Linked DNA regions of Sus scrofa: region 2 is linked to region 1. The links are chromatin contacts, called in public HiChIP or PLAC-seq maps. All regions are on one chromosome and are shown on one strand. The core of a region is the stretch at or near the end of the contact, and the rest is flanking DNA. Distances in the headings are between cores, read along the strand shown. Region 1 holds the start of SNX30 (sorting nexin-30). Region 2 overlaps SNX30 (sorting nexin-30).

Region 1 (3,489 bases), core at 952-3,451:
AATGTCACTTCTGAAAGGAGCTTATACAAGACTGTGGCTTGAGTCTTGGGGTCTCTTCATCTCTTGGATCACTTGCTCCAGGGGAAACCAGTTGCCACATCAAGCAGCCCCATGAAGAGGAACTAAGGCCTGCCCACAGCCAAGTCAGTGTGCTTGGGAGCTGATCCACCCTCAATCCAGTCTTCAGTGAATGCAACTTCATGAAAGACCTGAGTCAAAACCACTCAGTTAAGCTGCTCCCAGATTTCTGACCCACAGGTACTATTTTCAGACGCAAGGTTCTGGAGTAATTGGTTATACAGCAGTAGATAATTAATTCACTATCCTACACAAACCTGAGAAAGAAATTGGAGGTTTAACTTCAGTTCCCCTCCTACATGCATGTAGCACCAAGTTCTCTGTCCTTAAAAAAGCATCAAATTACTCATTCAGTCATTCAGTCAATTTCATATTGAATGTCAAACATGGGCAAGGTATTTCCAAGTGATATAAGCCTTCATACGGTCTCTAATCTTCTATAAAATAAAGAGAAATACAAAGAGCGCCCTTCCAAACACAACTCAAGCTGTTCAATCCATTGCTTTCATTAGCTTAAGATGTCTCTTTCCTAATGCTTTGCCGACCCCTACCCCATCCCCAGCCCCGGCACTCTTTGCTTTCACAAACCCTCTGGGGAAGGTACATCTCCAGCTATTCTGACTGCTCAATGCACTCATACTCATTTTTACTGTACCACATGTCCTTCCATCTAAGAGGGAAAGAAAGTTAGGTTCCCTGATTCCATTTAATTTTGGGACAAGGAGGAATCCACTTAACTATTTTACTAGGACGGGACAAGCGTGATCACAGGGGTTGAGAACAATTCTAATTCCTGCAATTAGTGACTAAGTGGCAACAGTGGCGCTGATACAATCACAGCTCAAGTCCTGGTCACAGCTGAACTAGCAACTCTGCGGGGGGAGGGGGGACGCCGCCCCTTACCCCTCACCGGACTCTGCTGTCTCTCAAGGCAGCGGGAGGGTCATGCTGCTCTAAGGAAAACCAAGAGCCTCTCTCTACACAAAGAAGGTCAAAGGGCGACCTTTCTTTCCATCAAACACAAAACCAGCCTCTGCCAAACCCTAAACAGTGTGGGAGATCGGCAGAGGTGGATGGAGCTCCAAATAGGAAACCACAGGGATACGCTCCTCGCTCCTCCCGCAGCCAGCTGGGGTCTGAGTCAGGTGACTCCTCAGGGCACACAGCAAACCTAAACAAAGATCTCACTCCCCACAAGACAGAACGAGGGTAAGACGCCTCTGGCAGTGAGACCACGGAAAACCATTAACTCTTGCTTCTTGGCAATCCCAGCAAACTGGAGGAGCTACAAGTGACACGGTAGCTCAGCTTTCAGGGATGTGTCCGGAGGATCCGAGACCCCATCCCAGGACCTAGGACCTAGTACTGCACCCACGCCTCCGGCCACAACCGCCAGGCGGGACCCCTCCCCACCAGCTGTCACTGGCGCTCCCGACCAGTCACAGCCGGGCAATTCCGTCCCTTCTGTCCGCTCCCCCTGCGGCTGCGACCCCGCGGGGGCGGCAGAGAGATAATTTTCCCAAGGCTCTGGGGCGAGGGCACGCCTGCCCCCGGAAAGGAGCGCCAGGGTGGGCGCGGCCCGTGCCCAGTGGTGCTCCAGGTATCTCGTCTCCCTAGGGAGCGAAACGATTCCCAGTCCCACGTGCCCTACCTTGTCGCCGAAGCTGCGGGCCATCAGCAGGTCCGGACTGGGCGTGCTGTCGCCGCCCACGGCCTCCTCGCTGCTGGAGCCGGCCAGCGGGTGCGGCATGTCGCGCAGGGAGTGGGGCCCCGTGGACGGCAGGGCCTTGGGGGGCCTGCCCGACATGGCGCGCACCGCTCGGGACTCGCCGCCGCCGCCGCTTCCTCCTGCTGCCCGCCGCCGCGGGCTCCCCCAGCGCCCGGGCCAAGGCCCCGCTCGGCCGCGGCTCGGTCGGAGGCCCAGCACCAACCGGTCTGGAAGCCGCCGCCGCCGCCGCCGCCGCCGCCACCCGCGGGCTCCTGTCTGCCCGCGCTGGGTCGGCTGAACTGTGCTACCCAGCTCCGCGCCGCGCGCCCCGACTCTGCTCCCGAGCCCGTGGCGGGTCCGCTCGCACCTTGGCCCCGGCGCCAGCCCAGCCCGCACCGCCACGCCGCCCAGCCCGCTCGCGGCCCCGCCCCCGCGGCGCCCGGCCGCTCTGGGAGGGGGCGGGGGCGGGGAGAGGAGGGCGGAGGGAGGGGCACGGGGGAGGGGGGAGGCGGGCAGCTCCGCCCCCGGCCGCCGTCCCGCAGGAAGTGCGCCGGGAGCCCTCCGCCGCTGTCCTCCGAGAGTCCAGGCTCGCCTCCGGGAGGCCGGCCCTTGCAGGCTGCGCGCAGACCCCCGGAGCGGATATTTAACGGAAATCAGGGGTGGAGAAAGACGTTGGAGGATCTTGTTCCGTTCCACCGCGATCACTGGTGCACCCAGAGGCAGCCGCGCTTGGAGCTGGGGGCTTTAGGACACGCACGGGAGTGGGGATCTTCTGGCCTCTAAAATAATCCAAAATGGAAGATATTACGACGCATATTATAAGAATGGCGTAAAAAGATTATGAGGCTCCCAGGGGATCGAGAACATCGGGCAAGGAACCTGGAAGAGAATTCGAGGAGGCGTGTGGGGTTTCTTCCGATGCAAGATCCCCGTGGTTTTGCATCTGCGGGTCACCCGGGTTTATGTAAGGTTAAACCTCAGAAGAGTGAGCATCAAGAAATAAAGGCAGGGAGTGCTACCCAGGATCAATGACCCTTACACTCACACCTTGACCGAGGCTCCCGTTAGTTTTCATTCTTTTGTGCTTCCTTTCCAGGCCTTTGGCTGGGCTGGATTCTGAGGTTTTTATGTGCCAGCAGAATGGAGATTGCCAAAGCCTCTTGGCTCTTTGAAGTTTACCTCCTTTTTCCACCTTACCTGGCTTCACAGCTTCTGCGCTCAGGGCCAAGTCTGTAGAGGTCCTCAACCTGCTGTAAGAACAGGTCGATACTCACAAAGTAATGGGTAGAGGGGCCCGTTGTGAAGGGAGCACGTTTTTCTTTGCCCCTGTCGCCAAACACTGGGTTCGTCCACTTTCACCCGGCTAATCTTGAAGCTGGGATTGACTGTGGTCTCCACCGCGCTGTTTTTTTCTAGAATACCTCATCATTCTATATACTTCAGCAGGAAGAGAATGCAGAGGGTTTATGCTAACACACAATAACACCCAGGGATTCACGGAGCTTCAGAGACCTTACCTTGTTTTCTCTAGTGCAAGTCATCTGGCCTCAAGGCTTGAGTTCTCATCTTTTCTCTCCCCTATGTGGGTCTGTCTTGGTTGTGGAGAACAGGACCAGGGGGCACTGGAAACAGATTTAAATGCGGCATCTACCTCACAGGAATGCCCATGTCTGGTCCTCTTGGAGTTGAGTAAAATTCACACT
Region 2 (3,262 bases), core at 571-3,070, 47 kb before region 1:
AACCAGTCTCTAACTTCCACATGAGCAAAGACTTTGTCTTGTTCGCCCCTCCATCCTCGGGTACATAGTAGGTATTCAATAAGCATTTGATGAATGAGTCAGGTTTAGAAGGGACCCAACTCAATCTCTTGCCAGTATACGGTACTTAATAAATGTCTGTTGAATGACAACGAAACTGAGGCTAATGAATCTGAGGAGACTGCCCAGTTCTGACCCCAGTTCCACTATTTAGTCGCATCATGGCTGCAGCAAATGTCTTAATGTCTCTATGCCCTGGTTTCCTCGTTTATATAATGGGAATGATGGGATTGAGTGAGTTAGCATATGGAGCAATTGGAACAGTGCCTGGTACATGGCAGGCACTATATCACCATTAAAATACTCCAAAAAAGAAAGTCAACCCCTCTGCAATTATTCCTACATCCCCTTACAGACTATGGGCCAGGGTTCACAGACAATAAATGCTGCTGAAAACTGAAAGTGCACCTACACTCACAGTGGGTGCCTAAACCACACCTCCCTTGATGATGTTGCTGTAGCAACAGATACATCTACAGGAGCCCTTGGGTGAGTTACATCTACGTGGCTGATAAATGAAAACTCCTCATTGCTCCAAAATACCAGCTCCTACTATATAGGTTTTGTTATAAGAGAACTTCTTCTCCCCGCCACCCCTTTTTACCTAGAAAGAGAAAAACATAACTAGGCCACTGTGGAACTCCCCCAGTTCAAAGAATTTCAATGACAAGGTCCACCATTGTGGCCAGCCAGCCGCAGGATTATTAAATTAACATACATCCCCAGCAAAATTCTATATTACATTAAGGGTGTGTGAAAAGAGTGACCTACATTAGGAGCCAATACAGATTTCATAAAAACAAGTCGTGCTAAAATACTATCTATAATTTCCCTTTTTGATACGATGAGGGGAATGCGGACAACACGACGGTCTAGTTTCAGCAGCACTAGCCAATGGCGCTCACGGCATCCTTAAAGGGGAAGGAGGCTCTCGGGACGCTCAGGCTGTACCTGACTTGGGTTAATTCACCATCCTCCTGCCAGGCACAGAGGAGATGCCTGAAGAATGACTGTGCCCTACACAGAACACTCTTGACTGCTGACTTTGTTAAAGTCAGGCCAACTTTGAACAATAAATTCAAAGGGAAAAAAAAAATCTCAAAATTGCTCCGTTTAAAGACATTTCTAACAAAGCAAAGAACGCAGAGTGAAGCCTGGAAAAGTCCCAAAGCCTGACTAATCAGGAAACGATCATGTTTACGTTAATAAGAATGTTACACACTCATTGAAAAATTACAAATCTAGACTTCCAGATAAACTCAGTGTATTAGTCAGAAGCCTTTGCTTTCTCCCTCTTTCCACCTTCCAGATACAAACTTAACCACCTAGAGAACAGGAGAGAAAGAGCAGTGGTGGGAGCGGGGTGGCGAGAGAAAAACAGTGACTGGAATGGTACCAGACTGGAAACTAGGAAAGGGTACCTACCATCCAAATGTTAAAACTTCTGAAGATTTTCTACAAGAGATCATCGGGATGCAGCTGAGAAAGGAACAAAGAGGTAGCTTTCAACACACGTCACTGAGGTTAGTTAGATTATGAGGGTTATTTACGAAGTAGAAAATATCCTGAACCCTCACACACACTCTACGTTGAATGTGTAATTGTCTGGGGGGATGAGGGTGTGGAAGGGCCCGCAGTGGGGAATGAGGACCTGCAGAGCATTTGGCTGCTGTGAGCAAGGGCTCGAGCCCAGGCGGATACTCTTAAGAGGAGCACCAGCAGAGGGTGTCCTGCCCCCACTGTTTCGTCTCACATGCAAGAGAAAGGTCAGAGGAACACGAAGGCACTGACTGCACTTCCACAAAGTCAGCTGCCTGAACTGGGTGGGTCCACCAAGGACGCAAGTCTTGGTGTCCTTGGATGGGCTCTACCAAGATGAGGAGAGCACCTAAGACAAGAAGGCAGGCAGGCTATACTGGATCCAGACACAGAGAGGGACCAGGCTGAGTCTTCCTGACCAACTGTCCAGGACCCTGGCTGGCTTTCTTCTGATTCATTTTCCCACAGAGAGATCATGCATCTGACCTGTCAAGTGACGACTGGGCTCCACCTAAGATCCAAGAAGACAATTCCAACACATCAAGTAGAAAGAAGGGAATCGAGTAATTCACTTGTTCTGGTGAGAGGCAAGTAACAGGCCTCTATGACCTCATCGGACCCAAGAAAAGCAAAACATGAGGAAAGAAGCACAGTCCTCAAGAGCAGAGAAATACACACATTTGAAAAAGGTTTATCCCATGAAACAGAACACTTTAGTCCACGTCTATTTTATGCTCCCATCAAAAAAAAAAAGATCAGGAATTCCCGACATGGCACAGCAGAAACGAATCTGACTAGGAACCATGAGATTGCAGGTCCAATTCCTGGCCTTGCTCAGTGGGTTGAGGATCCAGCGTTGCCATGAGCTGTGGTGTAGGTCGCAGATGCAGCTCGGATCTGGTGTGGCTGTAGCTGTGGTGTAGGCTGGCAGCTGCAGCTCCAATTAGACCCCTAGGGCTGGGAACCTCCATATGCCATGGGTGTGGCCCTAAAAAACAAAACAAAACAAAAAGTCAAAAAAAGTGGAAGATGGAATAAAAAATTAAAGCAGAAATTAAAAGCAGGAGTTCCCATAGTGGCACAGTGGTTAACGAATACGACTAGGAACCATGAGGTTGCAGGTTCGATCTCTGGCCTTACTCAGTGGATTAAGGATCCGGCGTTGCCGTGAGCTGTGGTGTAGGTTGCAGACTCGGTTCGGATCCCGAGTTGCTGTGGTTGAGGTGTAGCCCGGCAGCTACAGCTCCGATTGGACCCCTAGCCTGGGAACCTCCATATGCCACGGGAGTGGCCCTAGAAAAGGCAAAAAGACAAAAAAAAAAAAAAAAAAAAAAAAAAAAGAAAAGAAAAGAAAAGAAATTAAAAGCAGAAAAGAGCAAAAGCTATAAACAAACCCAACAAACCCAACATTTAATTCTTCTAAAAGCTGAATTAGATAAACCAAAACTTAGGAGGCCTAATCAATACAGAAAGAGGGAGGGGGAGAAATGAGCAATAAGTAACTATTTATATCTTACACCTATGAATGACTGTAAATTATAAGGATGTGCTACGAATAGCTATGCTAATAAACCTGGACATCTCCATGGGTTAGATGGCTTTGCAGGAAAATGTACGGCCAAGGTGAAATTAAACTGAGGCAGAG

Evidence for each region. HiChIP or PLAC-seq counts read pairs in DNA pulled down with a chosen protein or histone mark.
Region 2: a contact with region 1 is called in an H3K27ac HiChIP or PLAC-seq map of alveolar macrophages. The contact joins the enhancer-like site here to the promoter of SNX30 in region 1. A contact is called at or near these places in 9 of 47 Hi-C or Micro-C datasets (alveolar macrophages, embryonic fibroblasts, epiblast stem cells and 3 more) and 2 of 2 datasets of contacts at active chromatin or transcription factors (alveolar macrophages and skeletal muscle).

Annotation. Positions count from the first base shown.
Region 1 is chr1:253,427,173-253,430,661 of Sscrofa11.1, reverse strand. SNX30 (sorting nexin-30) reads right to left here and starts at 2,201. Exons shown (of 9, transcript XM_003122081.6): 1 at 1,730-2,201. The coding sequence starts at 1,885.
Region 2 is chr1:253,474,004-253,477,265 of Sscrofa11.1, reverse strand. The region is part of intron 1 of SNX30 (sorting nexin-30); the gene reads right to left. Among named protein-coding and RNA genes, the nearest start is that of SNX30, 47 kb to the right of the region's middle. Within about 2 kb of position 1,820, at least 13 of the 83 cell types and tissues checked have an H3K27ac peak or open chromatin away from gene starts, as enhancers often do. A contact at or near this core is called in alveolar macrophages, embryonic fibroblasts and omental adipose tissue, where this site is marked.